Regions from separate parts of the Sus scrofa genome. Here region 2 is linked to region 1. Evidence: chromatin contacts called from public Hi-C data. All regions are on one chromosome and are shown on one strand. The core of a region is the stretch at or near the end of the contact, and the rest is flanking DNA. Distances in the headings are between cores, read along the strand shown.

Region 1 (3,127 bases), core at 342-2,841:
GGACCCTAATACAGACCAAATACAGGTACAAGTAAGATGATTAACCAGAAACAACCTGGAAAGCTAACCCCATTATCATAAACCCTGAGACTGCTAGACACGTGGGAGTTCTCCTGTGTTCCCTTACCCTGCTGCCCTCTGCCCAGGTGCCCCTTTTCAATACTTTTGTTTTGTTAGTAGGTATGTCTCCTCAGACAATTGATTTCTGAGTGTTTTGACAAGAGCCCATTCTCAGGCCCTTGAAAGGGTCCCCCTTCTGGTAACAAATGGGCACAGAATGGACATGAGGCAGAAAGGAGAGGACAATTTCTGTTATGGTTGTCCCTAGGCATCTATCTGAGAATAAACTTCTCTTGCACTTGGTGATGGTAGCTAATGCATGGAAAAGACCCAGGCTCGGGAGACAGAAAAACCAGACTTTGGACCCCAGCTTTGCCCCATTAACTACCTCCATAACCTTGGGCAAAATCCATTTCTTTGCTTCCTCATCTATAAAGTAAGGTTTGAAATAGCACCTACTTCCCAGGGTTGTTCTGATGTAGAATGGATGACAGCAGTTGGCATATTGTCAGTTTTCAGTTAATATGAATTAGTCCTTTCCTTCTCCCCTTCCTGGCAAACTCCAGGGACAGAAGGGGGACTCAAGCTTCTCTTGAGTCAGACTACTACAAGGCACCCAGCTTGTGTCCCATCTCCTATCCCTGGAAGCGTTCCCTAACCCAGTTTATCAGTCACTTTTTCCCAGGAACTCTGCCCACTGTCTGCTGTACCATCTCTTATCAAAGCTCTGGTCTGGAGTTCCCGTGGTGTCTCTGTGGGTTAAGAACCTGATGTGTCAGGTTCAATTCCTGGCCTCGCTCAGTGGGTTAAGTCTCCTGCATTGCTACAAGCTGAGGCAGAGGTCACAGATGTGGCTCAGATCCAGTGTTGCTGAGGCTGTAGCAGAGGCCAGCAGCTGAAGCTCAGGTTCCACCCCTAGCCCAAGAACTTCCATATGCCACAGGTGCAAGCTAAAAAAAAAAGCTCCTGAAATGATGCCACTGAAATGATTTCACCATGCACCTCTACTAGCCATGCACTGAGAGGCTGTTTGGGTAAAATCAACCCAAAGGCCCTGGTCTCAGAGCACTTTGAGGTCCAGAAGTTTGGAACCAGGCCTTGCCAATTAATGCTGTGATTTAGGACAAGTTACTTAGCTTCTCCATGCCACAGTTTCTCCTCCAGAATATGGATATAAAAGTCACACCTAGGAGTTCCTGCTGTTGGACAGTGGGTTAAGAATCCAAGTGCAGCGGCTCAGGTAACTGTGGAGGCAGGAGTTGGATACCCAGCCCTGCCCTGTGGCTTAAAGAATCTGGCATTGAGAATCTGGCATTGTCGCAGCTTTGGCAAAGATTCAATCCCTGGCCTTGGGTGTAACCATTTAAAAAAAAAAAAAAAAGTCACATCTACTTTACAGGGGTGATTCTAAAATTCTAACTGCAATTCACCTGGGAACAATTCCTAGCGTTTCTGATTCAGCAGGTTTGTGTTAGGGCACGATAATTTGCGTCTCTGATTAGTTTCAGGTGATAATGAGGCTGCCGGTGGGGGACACTTTGAGAACCATTGTTCTAGGAGGTTCCAAGTTGTTCCAAGGGTCTGGTGTGAAACTCGGGGCGCAATTCCCGGCATAAGGTAAGTGAATGATGCTATTATTGTGCCTACGTAGCAGATTCCCCCTCGGGTTATCCTGCTCCAAATAAGGAACCCCACCCGCCCCACCGGAGCTCAAGATCCCGGCCTTGAAGGCAGCGCAGAACACAAATAAGACCGGCACCCAGAGGGCGGGGCGACCCGAGTGAGAACGCGAGAGAGGGGTGGGGCCAAGCGTGAGATTTTCTGCGCCTGCGTGAGGAAAGAGAGGGGGCGTAGCTCAAGCGCTCGGCCGGAAGCGGCAGGCCGCGGGGGCGGGTCCGCTGGCGTCCCCTTTCCGGCTGGTCCCCATGGAGGCGCTGGGGAAGCTGAAGCAGTTCGATGCCTACCCCAAGACTCTAGAGGACTTCCGGGTCAAGACCTGCGGGGGCGCCACGGGTAGGCCGTGGCGGGGTCAGGGTCGCTGGGAGAGAGGTCTCCTAGAGTTTGGCCGTGGCTCCTGGAACCTGCCCGGCCTGCTGGGGGCTGAGGGAGTGGAACAGAGGCCGTTCTGACTCTCGCTCTTTGCCCTGCAGTGACCATTGTCAGTGGCCTTCTCATGCTGCTACTCTTCCTGTCTGAGCTGCAGTATTACCTCACCACTGAGGTAAGGGGCGGTGCCTAGCACGTGGGCGGGGCTTGGCATTCTAGGAATATGAGATTTAGTGATGGGAAGAGGAAAGGAAAGGCTTGGGGCCAACTCTTACTGAGGTTGTGCTGCCCCAGGTGCATCCTGAACTCTACGTGGACAAGTCCCGGGGAGATAAACTGAAGATCAACATCGATGTGCTTTTCCCGCACATGCCTTGTGCCTGTGAGTACCTCGCCATAGGTGGGAATTGCAGGTTCCAGGGTTCTCAGGTGGGCCTCCAGGTTCAAGCCTCCAGTCTTAGGTTCCAGACTGGACCCCAGGACAACCTCCTTCCCCTCATCCACTGCTGCCCCAAGACAAGCCCAGCATCCCCTCACCCTCCAAAACCCAGATTCCCTGTCTTTAGGATCCCAGTCCCTTACCCTGACTTCCTGCTTCCAGATCTGAGCATCGATGCCATGGATGTAGCTGGGGAACAGCAGCTGGATGTAGAACACAACCTGTTCAAGCAGCGGCTAGATAAGGATGGCATCCCCGTGAGCTCAGAGGCGGAGCGTCATGGTAAATGGGGGCAAGAGGCCAGATATCAAATTCCAGAGCTGGGCTCTTCCAAGCCCTACTTTCTGGCAAGTGGGTGTGGCCAGCCCAGTGACAAAAGAAGCAACTAGAACCCACAGAAGTCAAGTGGCTTTGCCTAGGGTCCCCCCTCCCCCACCGGCCCCGTTAAGAATCAGAGTGGACTGAAATCCAGGTTTCCAGCCTGTATGTATTAAGAAGAGTACTCTACATGGCTGTCATTCTTAGCGGACCCCCAATCCCTGCTTATTGTGGTTTGAGTAACAGAAGTTTGAGGATCGGTTC
Region 2 (3,127 bases), core at 302-2,801, 140 kb after region 1:
AGCGTTTATAATGTGCCACAATTTATTCTAAGAGCTGCTTTATGTCTTTTAACCTGTTCAAGGAGTTCACATCATGGCTCAGCCATAATGACCTGACCAGCATCCATGAAGATGCAGGTTTGATCCCTGGCCTCGCTCAGTGGGTTAAGGATCTGGTGTTGCGATGAGCTGTGGTGCAGGTCACAGACATAGCTTGGATCCCACATTGCTGCGGCTGTGGCATAGGCAGGCAACTGTAGCTCCAATTGGACCCCTAGCCTGGGAATCTCCGTATGCTGCAGGTGCCGCCTAAAAAGACAAAAGACAAAAGACAAAAGACAAAAAAAAAAAAAAAAAAAAAAAATTTTAAATAACCTATTCCATACTTGCACAAATCCACAGTAAGTGGATTAGTGCAGCTAATTCCAGATCCTATGCTTTAAACTACTACGAGTGCCTCCACTGAAGTGATTTGACCAAGGTCAACAGCTTGTAAGTAGCAAAGCCATTTCTAGTGGATTACAACTCAAGCTTCCTCACTCCTGGTTCATTGCATTTCCCAACATACACTTCTCAATGGCTCTCACTTCTACAGAGATTCAGCCATTTCTGTGCACTGCCACTTCTATGGTATAATTCCTATAAACAGTCCTGGGGAAAGCTGTCCCTCCATCCTTACCAGAGGAGTTGTAGCTTGCACATCCATATACAGAGGCCGCAGCACTGGCTCTGCCTCCGGAGCAGTGACTGCATCCGAGGGAACAGCAGACTGGGGAGCATGGTCTACAACTGACAAAAAAATGGAAGGGAGTGGCCAAGTGAGAGAGAATGCAACTTTGTACATAGAACATCCAAGAGAGCAGAAGGTAAAAGCTGGATCAAGGTGTGTTAAGTTGAAAGGATACTGAGGTCGAATCTCAACGTAAAAGGAAACAAAACATCAGAAAACTTGAGCAGAGCTTAAAAAGAGGTGAGGGAGAGAGAAAGAGTTCAGGGAGGGGGATGTTGAGACATTAAAATTGCATTGTTGGGAGTGGTGAGACCTGTGAAAGAGCAAAGCCATTGAGAATGAATGTGGAGACCATAGGTCAGGGTTTTTCTTCAAAGGTTAGGAGCTGGACGACCAGCATCTCTAAAATTTGGGCAGGAGAGGTCCTAAGGCCAAGCTTCAAGGGCTCTGAGGGCCTGCGGGGCCGGATCTGAAGTGCGGGAGGGGGAGGGGGCGCGCAGCGAACTCAACCGTTCAGAGGGCCGGCCTGAGAAAGTTTGAGGGGTGCACCTAAGAGGAAGAGTCAGAGGGGCCGGGTAGCTGGCGGAAGAGGGACGCTCCTGAATATTCAGTTGCGCCATATCACACAAGGGAAAGATCGGCGTCGCCAGAGAAGTGTCAGCGAGCGGGCCAGGGAGCGTACCGCGCAGGCGCAGCCCCCGAGTGGGCGACTTGGCCCTCGGCCTGGCAGCGGCGAGCACGGCTGCGGCCACCCGCCTCGAAGCGGTTCGCAGTAGCATGATCCTGGCGGCAGAAGCCCCCGCCCGAAGCGGCCGCGGTCCTCGGCTACCGAATCCCGGAAGTACAACTCCGCGCTCCGGAAGCGATTCTCGGAGCTGTGCTATACGCTCCGCCTCGCGTTCGGTGTGAGACGTAGAACTCAGCGACTGAGGCCACGAGCGAGGTGAGGTGGGGGTGCCGCGGCGCGGGGACTCAAACGCTAAGAGGGCAATGGAGTCGGGCTACACCCTTATTTCCCCTTACAGATTTCCCCGAGCCCTTGGGCCCACTCTTCACCCTAGCTCCTCCCGCCCCCGCTCTGGTCTCTGGCTGGCGGCTAGGCCCGTACTTCCCTAACCTTCCAACCCCGCAGATGCCTGTGGCCGTGGGGCCTTACGGACAGTCCCAGCCAAGCTGCTTTGACCGCGTGAAGATGGGCTTTGTGATGGGTTGCGCCGTGGGCATGGCGGCAGGGGCGCTCTTCGGCACCTTTTCCTGTCTCAGGTGAGGGGGGCGGGCGGTGATCTCTGGGCGGGACTACCAGACTTTCTCGGTCCACACCACTCACCACTCGACCTGCAGCCAGGATAAGAGCCTACTTACTCCAATTCCCTCTGGCCTTTAACGAGCCAGATTTTCTAAACACCTTCAGTCTGGGAGGACAGGTTGGAAGCCTAAATGGTTGAATATGAGCTCTGACTTTAAAACGCTCTCTGGCCCTTACTCATTCTGTAACCTTAGGGAAATTGGAGCTTGCGTTTCATGTGTAAAGTGAGGTCTGTAACTGCTACCTCATAGTTTAAAGGATCAAATCAGAGCACACACAGAATGTGGCATATGTCATGTGCTCAATAAATTGTATTCCTATTGTGTTAAATATTATATTTATTTCCAATTGCACATAGCAAACTTGCTGATTAATTTCACCTTTCTGGGAGTAGAATGTAGAATGTCATTTTCACACCTAAGAGAGACTGTATGGATCTTAATAAATTAAAAATTACTATTTAGTTCCTGTTGTGGCTCAGTGGAAATGAATCCGACTAGGAACCATGAGTTTGCGGGTTCAATCCCTGGCCTCGCTCAGTGGGTTAAGGACCTGTTGTTGCTGTGGCTGTGGTGTAGGCCAGCAGCTGTAGCTCCAACTGGACCCCTAGCCTGGGAACCTACATATGCTGGGGGTGCGGCCCTAAAAAGTAAAAAAAAAAAAAAAAAAGAAAAAAAAAAACCATTTATCGAGCACTTAGTGCCCATCTCTGTGCTGAATGCTGTTAACAACCCTGTTATGATCCCTATTTTACACTTGACACAGCCTGTGAATTGCTAATCTAGTTCTGGAATCCATGTATGACTCCCCAATCACTGTTTTAATGTCGTCTAAAAGACAGATGTTAACCAGATCATATATACTCGGGAGGTAAAAGCAGCACAAAAATACAGTTTCCCTTTCCATGTTCTTTACACTGTTTCTGCTGCCTCCCACAATCTGAAGACAGTTGAATCCGCCTAGAGAACCTGATGATCCTTTACCCACCTCATGTGAAATGTCCTGAATGGCCTGATTATAATTAAATTGAAAAGGGGCAGTTAATTTCCCCATTCCCTCTTGTATTTTTGTTCCCAATTGGCCCCATCTTGATTTCCTCCTCTCAGGATCGG

The links. A called contact is a pair of places that touch in the nucleus more often than the background predicts.
Region 2: a contact with region 1 is called in a Hi-C map of liver, with 4 times the contacts expected there. The contact joins the promoter of NFS1 here to the promoter of ERGIC3 in region 1. A contact is called at or near these places in 1 of 5 promoter capture datasets (fetal skeletal muscle), 2 of 47 Hi-C or Micro-C datasets (heart right ventricle and liver) and 1 of 2 datasets of contacts at active chromatin or transcription factors (alveolar macrophages).

What each region holds. Positions count from the first base shown.
Region 1 is chr17:38,883,239-38,886,365 of Sscrofa11.1, forward strand. ERGIC3 (endoplasmic reticulum-Golgi intermediate compartment protein 3) reads left to right here and starts at 1,592. Exons shown (of 14, transcript XM_021078263.1): 1 at 1,592-1,677; 2 at 2,211-2,281; 3 at 2,401-2,488; 4 at 2,708-2,827. The coding sequence starts at 2,234.
Region 2 is chr17:39,027,627-39,030,753 of Sscrofa11.1, forward strand. NFS1 (NFS1, cysteine desulfurase) reads right to left here and starts at 1,552. Exons shown (of 13, transcript NM_001136510.1): 1 at 1,392-1,552; 2 at 659-768. The coding sequence starts at 1,488. ROMO1 (reactive oxygen species modulator 1) reads left to right here and starts at 1,595. Exons shown (of 3, transcript NM_001097462.2): 1 at 1,595-1,652; 2 at 1,842-1,972; 3 at 3,122-3,127. The coding sequence starts at 1,842.